2 separate regions of the Macaca mulatta genome follow, and region 1 is linked to region 2. A link is a contact called in public Hi-C data. All regions are on one chromosome and are shown on one strand. Each heading gives the region's core, a stretch centred on a gene start, on an enhancer-like site or on the middle of the called end of the contact. The rest is flanking DNA. Distances are from core to core; before and after follow the strand shown. Region 1 holds the start of AGO3 (argonaute RISC catalytic component 3). Region 2 holds the start of ADPRS (ADP-ribosylserine hydrolase).

The links. A called contact is a pair of places that touch in the nucleus more often than the background predicts.
Region 1: a Hi-C map of fetal cortex germinal zone shows a contact between it and region 2, with 2.2 times the contacts expected there. The contact joins the promoter of AGO3 here to the promoter of ADPRS in region 2. A contact is called at or near these places in 2 of 14 Hi-C or Micro-C datasets (fetal cortex germinal zone and liver).

What each region holds. Positions count from the first base shown.
Region 1 is chr1:204,877,077-204,880,497 of T2T-MMU8v2.0, reverse strand. It overlaps AGO3 (argonaute RISC catalytic component 3), which reads left to right and starts at 1,614. Exons shown (of 20, transcript XM_077963786.1): 1 at 1,614-2,096; 2 at 2,527-2,738. The coding sequence starts at 2,720.
Region 2 is chr1:204,720,002-204,723,614 of T2T-MMU8v2.0, reverse strand. It overlaps ADPRS (ADP-ribosylserine hydrolase), which reads left to right and starts at 1,743. Exons shown (of 6, transcript XM_001110060.5): 1 at 1,743-1,970. The coding sequence starts at 1,760. TEKT2 (tektin 2) reads left to right here. Exons shown (of 10, transcript XM_077964011.1): 7 at 75-182; 8 at 311-454; 9 at 601-680; 10 at 845-1,146. The coding sequence ends at 1,058.

The sequences.
Region 1 (3,421 bases), core at 365-2,864, 160 kb before region 2:
CATTTTGAAGAGCAAAAGTTTAAAATTTTGTGAATTTATTAAAGCTCCATTTGTTGCTTTTTTCTTTTCTAGTTTATACTTTTGTGTCATATTTTAGGAAATTTTGCACTGGGTATTTGATGGCTCCTGAGGAGGTTCAACTTTCAGAGGGCACTGATTTCTCTGCACCTGAAATTTTGTACTATTTCTGTATTTCTTTCTTCTCACAACAACCAGTGTCACCAGGTATGAGGGCAGAGTTTTAGCTTGTTTGCTGAGCCCCATTCTTGAAGCTTATTTATTTATTCATCTATCTATCCATCCATCAATCCAACAAATATACTGAATGCTGCTATGTGCCAGGCACTGGCACTGTTCTAGGTACTGGGGCAATGGGAGTTAAGGTAATACCCAATGACCCTGCTCTGTACCCTTAAGAGCAGACTCAGTTGGGGATGAGTTATCCAAAAATAGGGTGTACATGTAGTCAGGAGAGAGCCTCATACAGCTTTGCCTTTGGCAGAATCCTTCAAACCTCTTTGTCTTCCTACTTCTTGATATTACAAATCATGAGCCTTTCACATGCGTTCACTCTAAAGAGGTGGGTTCCTGGATAGCAGAAGTAGATAGAAAGGCATCATTGACATTTATTGAGATGGAGTGAATCAGAAGGTGTAAATTCTGCTCCGTCAATGTCGAAAAAGACTAGCCGATCTCAAGGGTTCATCACTGTCACCATGTCTATTGTCTATTCTGGAAGAAGCTGAAGAAGTCTGCCTTTGTTTAGGAAACCAGTTCCAGAATCAGAGGGGTTGAGGATATAAAAGACCCTTGCACAAGAGTTGGTATTTACCCTGTCAGATGCTGCTACCAAGATTTGGATTGTGTACAGTCGAGGATTAAAAATGACTTTTAAGATGCAGTGTTTCATCTGGTGACATTTAATTTGATATTTTAAAATTGGGGAGGGTATTTTCAGCCACGGGGGTAGGGATGTGAAGGAAGCCGAAAGTAAGACAGAATTGGAGTCAGATGTGGTTTTGAGTCCCATACATTTATTAAGTGTTTAATATTATATGGTAAGTGCTTTAAAATGGTAAATACTTCTGTTATTCACTAAAATTTGGGGAGGGTTTCCTCTGTGCTTTATGTACATTCCCTAACCTTACAACTGTGTAAGGTACATACTGTTCTCTCAATTTTTCAGATAAGAAAATTGAAGCCCAAAGAGATCAAGTGACTGATCCAAAGTCCCACAGTGAGGGGAACTGAAGATAGGATATTCTTTCTCCTTTTCCTCTTTAAAAAATTATTTTGATTAAAAAAAAAAAAAAAAAAACTAAACCGTATTACTGAAGCATAAGGACATGGGGAGAAATTATGAATCATTCCTCAGCCTGAATAAAATAGTATCATGTTTCATTAGGGCAACAAATATTTATTAGGGACCTACTATTTGCCTGACATTCAAGTGGGGTGGGGGGCACACAAGTAGTAAATAACAGACTGGGCAAAGGGCTACCAAGGCAATACTGTAGTAGACTAACAGGTGCCCCACCATGGGTGGTCCGGAAAAGGCGTCTCAGATGTCTTCCGTTGAGACGTAAAAAGAAACTGCAGGGTGGGGAGTAAAGGGAGGGTGGAGAGGAGAGGGTTCCTGGCCAAGGGAACCAAAAGCAGAGAAGCCCCAAGTCAGAAAAAAGCAGCGCTTGGCCCGTTGGGGGGAATTGGAAGCCGAGCAGTACAGCTGTAGCACAGGCGGGGACCGTTTACGCCGTGCGTTTTCACCCTGGAAAGGAGTTTAGGTTTTCGAAGTGTGACGAGGCGCTATTAAAGAGTTTTAAACATGGAAATTACTCGATCTGTTTGTGTAGTGTCCTGTTCGTTAGTCATCTTTTCCAAACTATAATACATTTTTTTTAATCCTAAAAATGGTCGTTAAAGCAGTCTAGGAGTTAGGTCAATTGCGGTGGTCACTTGACCGCCTGTGAGGAGGCGGCGCGTGGGGCGGCTCGGACTGGGCGTGGCGGGGGCTCAGGAAGGAGGGTTGCCCTACCCCAGCGGTCTCGGCTCGGGGCCTCCGCGGCAGGCTTGGGTCCTTCACCCGCCAGCTCCAGGTAGGCTACTCCTCAGGTAAGCCCCGCCGCCAGCCGCGACGTCGCCGCAGACAGGCACCTCCCCCACTCGTGCGGCATGAGGAGTCCTGCCCCTTCGGGTTGTCTCCAGCCAGCACTGCCCCGCGGGGGACGGCCGAGCCCGCCGCATGTGGCCCGGCTCCCGGACGCTTCCCCGGCGTCCTCCGCGCCGGCCGCTCCCGCCCCGACGTCGCTCCGGCACGGCTCGGGGCCCAGAGGCGAGGCGAGGACGCCGGGCAAGCCAGGCAGCGGAACTGACGCCGGCGGGCTTCCGGGGCGGCCCCGGGCAGGTCGGCGGCGGTGGCCCGCAGTCGTGGAGGAGCGGTGGGAGCGTCGGCGGCCGCGGGCGATGCAACTTCCGGACGGGACTCCCCTGTGTCCGCGCCTCACGTCTCCCCTTCCTCTCGCCTAGTCCCGTGCCGTTTTCCGTCCGCGACTCTTCCGGCCCAGAGCTTTCGGAGTGCGGTTGCTCAGGGGAAGCCGTCGCCGCCCCCGCCTCGGGGCCGAGTGAGAGTGTCCGTCGCGCGGCGTCGCCCCCCGGGCCGCCTCCTTGCCCCCAGTGGCGGGCTCCGTTCTCCCTCGAAGCACTCCCCCCAGCTCCATGAATGGAAATCGGCTCCGCAGGTGAGTCAGAGTCTCTGGGCCAGGTAGGGGATGTCACCAAGCTACTGTCCTCTGAGTCTCCCTGCTTCTCCCGGCCGGCCCAGGTGCGCGAGGTGAGCGTCGGGCGGGCATCCCCTGGTCTCCCGCCCCTCGCCCTGCTCCCCTGCGATCTCCGCGCAGCCCAGCCGCAGTTCCCCGGGGGCCCCTGAGTCGGCGAAACTGCGAGCCGGGGAAACGCTTGGAGGATTTAAGTTTGGGGTTATCTAAGCGGTATTACTCTTTGCTGGAGTACCCTTTTTCTAGACTTTAGAATGGTTTGCCATTGTCTAGTTGGAGTTCTTGTCCTTTAGCCAGTTTGTGTGCTCCGTAGAGGCTGGGCAGCCAGCCAGCTCCCTTACCTACCTCTTAGGGTAGTTGTGAAGATACACTGAGATAACGGATAACTTCAAATTAAGTTCGAAGGAGGTGTTGGTGCAATGTTAAATTCAACACGGCATTGCTCCCACCCTCGAGTTCTTTTCTGTTGTTTGTGGCAGCATGGTAGATAGTTTCTGAGGAGCTTGGAAATGTCATAGCAGCCTGGATCACTGCTTATACGAGGAGGTGGATCTTAAAATTGCTGACAGCATTTTTTGTTTCATTCTCTATTCCCTAGAGAAGTAGTTGTCATATTCCTGGAAATTTGGAATTTAAGAAAACTGCTT
Region 2 (3,613 bases), core at 494-2,993:
GCCCCTCGCTTGAGTAATATCCTCAGGCAGCCGTGAGTATAGACCCTTCCCTTGCCCGGTGTTTCCTCCTTCAGACCAACAACGAGCTTGAAGCCCAGAGAGTTGCAACGGAATTTGCCTTCAGGAAGCGGCTGCGGGAGATGGAGAAAGTGTACAGTGAGCTCAAGTGGCAAGAGAAGAATGTGAGCGTCTCCCAGGGCATGGATTTCCTGCTGTGGGATGAGGAGCCACATGCCCCCGCCAGGAGGCACTGGATCAGGCGTGTACGGTGAGTCCAGCAGGTGGAAACCAGTCACTCTGTCCTCTGCAGACCTTGGAGGAGATCGCTGAGCTGCAGGAGGACATCCGGCACCTGGAGGAGGATCTGCGCACAAAGTTCCTGAGCCTGAAGCTGTCCCATACCCGGCTAGAGGCCAGAACCTACCGGCCCAATGTGGAACTCTGCCGGGACCAGGTGAGAGGGTGTCCCAGTGGGGGCACGGGCCCCCTGGCCAAGGTTTTCTCATATTCCTGATGGCGCAAGGGCACTGCTGTCACGGGGCAGCACTCAGGTAAAGGACAGTGTGGCTGACTTGGAACTCCCAACCCCTCTGCCTCCAGGCACAGTATGGCCTCACTGACGAGGTTCACCAGCTAGAGGCAACCATCGCTGCCCTGAAGCAGAAGCTGGCACAAGCACAGTAGGTCTGGGGAGTGGGTGGGAGGAGCAGTGAGACGATGCCCAGCAGTGGGGCCTCTTGCTGCCTGCTGGCTCCCTGGGGCTGTCTTCCTGACTAAAGGCTGTGCACTCAGCCCAGGCCTCCTAGCCTCATGGGGGCTGGGGGTTGTCAATGCCCTTCCCTAGGGACGCACTGGACGCCCTGTACAAGCACCTGGCCCGGCTGCAGGCTGACATTGCCTGCAAGGCCAACTCCATGCTGCTGGACACCAAGTGCATGGACACGCGGCGCAAGCTGACCGTGCCCGCTGAGAAGTTCGTGCCTGAGGTGGACACCTTCACACGTACCACAAATAGCACCCTGAGTCCACTCAAAAGCTGCCAGCTGGAGCTGGCCTAGCCTTGGAGGACTACGGGAGGAGGGCAGGGTTGGGTGGGCAATGGAAGGGGAGAGGAGAGAATGAATGGAATAAATGCAGAGGATCTCAGGCCGGCTGTTCTCTGCCCCACTGTATGTAGCCAGCAGGGAGAGGGTTCTATGGAGGAGTAAAGACGGGGAACACCATTCCCCCGCACTCCATGTACCAAATCCAATCTTTCCCCTCCCCTCAAGGAACCCCTCTCTGGGCTGGGCCAGCACTCCTGGGCTCCAGCAGCGCGGCCTCTACCTGGCTGTGCCCCAGCTGGCCCCTGGTCCGCCCTCTTGATGCTTAAGGAAGGCCCACAGCGGGCAAGGGCCTGGTGGGAGGGCTTGGGGGTGGTCCTGGCCTCGGTGGAGAGGGCCGGCTGGGGGTGCGGAGTTAGGGGTGCTCGCCTGCAGAAGGCAGTGGCCTGAAGTGATCCAGTGGTCCGGCTCAGTGCCCATCCCCCAGGGACCCCATAGCGGCCTTCCCATCCAGTTAGCCCAGTGGTGAGGAGCGGGAAGAACGGGGACTCAAAGCACAGACTGTCGGGAGCTGCGCGGCGCCGAGACTCCGGGCCGCTGGGCGGCGCTGTGGGCCGGGCGGCGGAGCGGTGACTCTAGGCCCCGGGGAGTGCTGCGGAACGGGAGTAGGGAAGCTGCGAGGGTGACACCGGAAGTGGCGAGCGGCCTGCGCGCGGATGGCGGCGGCGGCTATGGCTGTAGCTGGCGGCGGAGGGGCTGGCGCGGCCCGCTCTCTCTCACGCTTCCGAGGCTGCCTGGCTGGCGCGCTGCTCGGGGACTGCGTGGGCTCCTTCTACGAGGCCCACGACACCGTCGAGCTGACGTCAGTCCTGCGTCATGTCCAGAGCCTGGAGCCGGACCCCGGCACGCCCGGGAGTGAGCGGACAGGTGGGCGGGGCCGGGCGCACGTCAGAGGCCGTGCTAGTGGGAGACCGAAGGGGCGCGGAGCCTCCGGGGGCGACGGGTCGGGGGTGCGTGGGGATGAGACTGTCGAGGGCACCGGGGCCGGAGCCGGATGACCCGCAGACAGCTTGGGCTCAGCGAGTGCTAGCGCGATCTCCGGCCTTAGACGTCTCGCCCCGAACATCCCGTGCTCGGGGCGTGGCAGCACCGGGGCCTCAACCGTGCAGGGTGTGGATAAACCCATCGTAAGTTGAAAATACCTGAAGTGGAAAGTGCGCTTTCAGCTTAGACGACTGTTTTATCTGTACGCAGCCCTATCGGACGTCTAGGAGCCTATTGAATGCGTATCAGCGTTATCGGAAAGCCGAAAAAAACTTAAGTTGTACCATCCTAAGCCGGGGACTGCCTGTCCACCCTTGCCGACTTGACCTGTTTTTCCCGATTCTCTAGAGTCAGTACACCACCAGCCCGTTCTCCACCCCGCTGGGCGTGCTTTGGAAGCCTTACTGTAATCGCTTCCTCCCCCGCCTAAAACCCTGCTGTGATTTCCCGTTACCCTTAGTTCAGAGCTACATTCCTTAACGTGTCCGACGTGGTCCAGCCCTCCCGCACGTCTGCAGTTTGGTCTTCCACCAACCTTGGCCTTGCTTTCTGCTCTTCGGTTCCTCACACCATGCTTTCCCCTAGGCCAGGAGTTTGCATGTGCTGTCTCGCCTGTAAAACTGACTAACTTTGTGCGCTCAGATCCCGGCTCAGGTAGCAGGTGTGAGGTCAAGCAGAGAAGGTGAATCTTCCTGGAGAGCAGGTAGCATAGTGAGAAGAAAGGGCCATAGTCAGAACCCTGGAGAACACCGGTAATTAAGAGGGAGAGAGGGAGGGAAGGGGGCTAGGGAAGGAAACAGTTTGATAGGATGAGGAGCAGGAGTGCCTATCAGTGAAACCTAGGGAAAGAATTTCAAGATGAAGACACTGGTCACTGGTGGTGTGCTACAGATAAGTGAAGTAGGGGGGTATCTGGATCCAGAAACTATCATTTTCAATCTGGGCATGGTGGCACACAACCTGTAATGCAGCTACTCCAGAGACTAAGGTGGAAGGATCTTCGCTTAAGCCCAGGAGTTCGAGACTAGCCTGGGCAACATGGCAAGATCCTGACTATAAAAAAGAAAAACAAATAGACTGGAGCTGCAAGGATGGCAGCCACAAGGGGATGGAAGTTTTCCTTCAGAAATCAGCAGATCAAAGCATGACGTAGGCTGATAATAAATAAATACATAAAATAGAAAGCAGCAGGACATGGTGACTGACTTGGAATAAAGAATTGCTGAAAATCCCAATGCTGAGATCCTAAGGTTTCCCAGGCCCAGGAAAGTGAATGGGAGTGAGAAACTGACTTAAGGTCATTTTAGATGTGGTAACGCTAAAACATGAGTAGGGGCTGGGTGCCGTAGCCACAACTGTAATCCCAGCGCTTTGGGAGAGGCCACTTGAGCCCAAGAGTTTGAGACCAGCCTGGCAAAAAAAAAAAAAAAAAAAGCCAAGCGTGGTGTTGTGCACCTGTAGTCCCAGTTACTCGGGAGGCTGGGGCAAGAGGCTCCTTGAGCCTGGGAGGTCGAGACTGGAGTGAG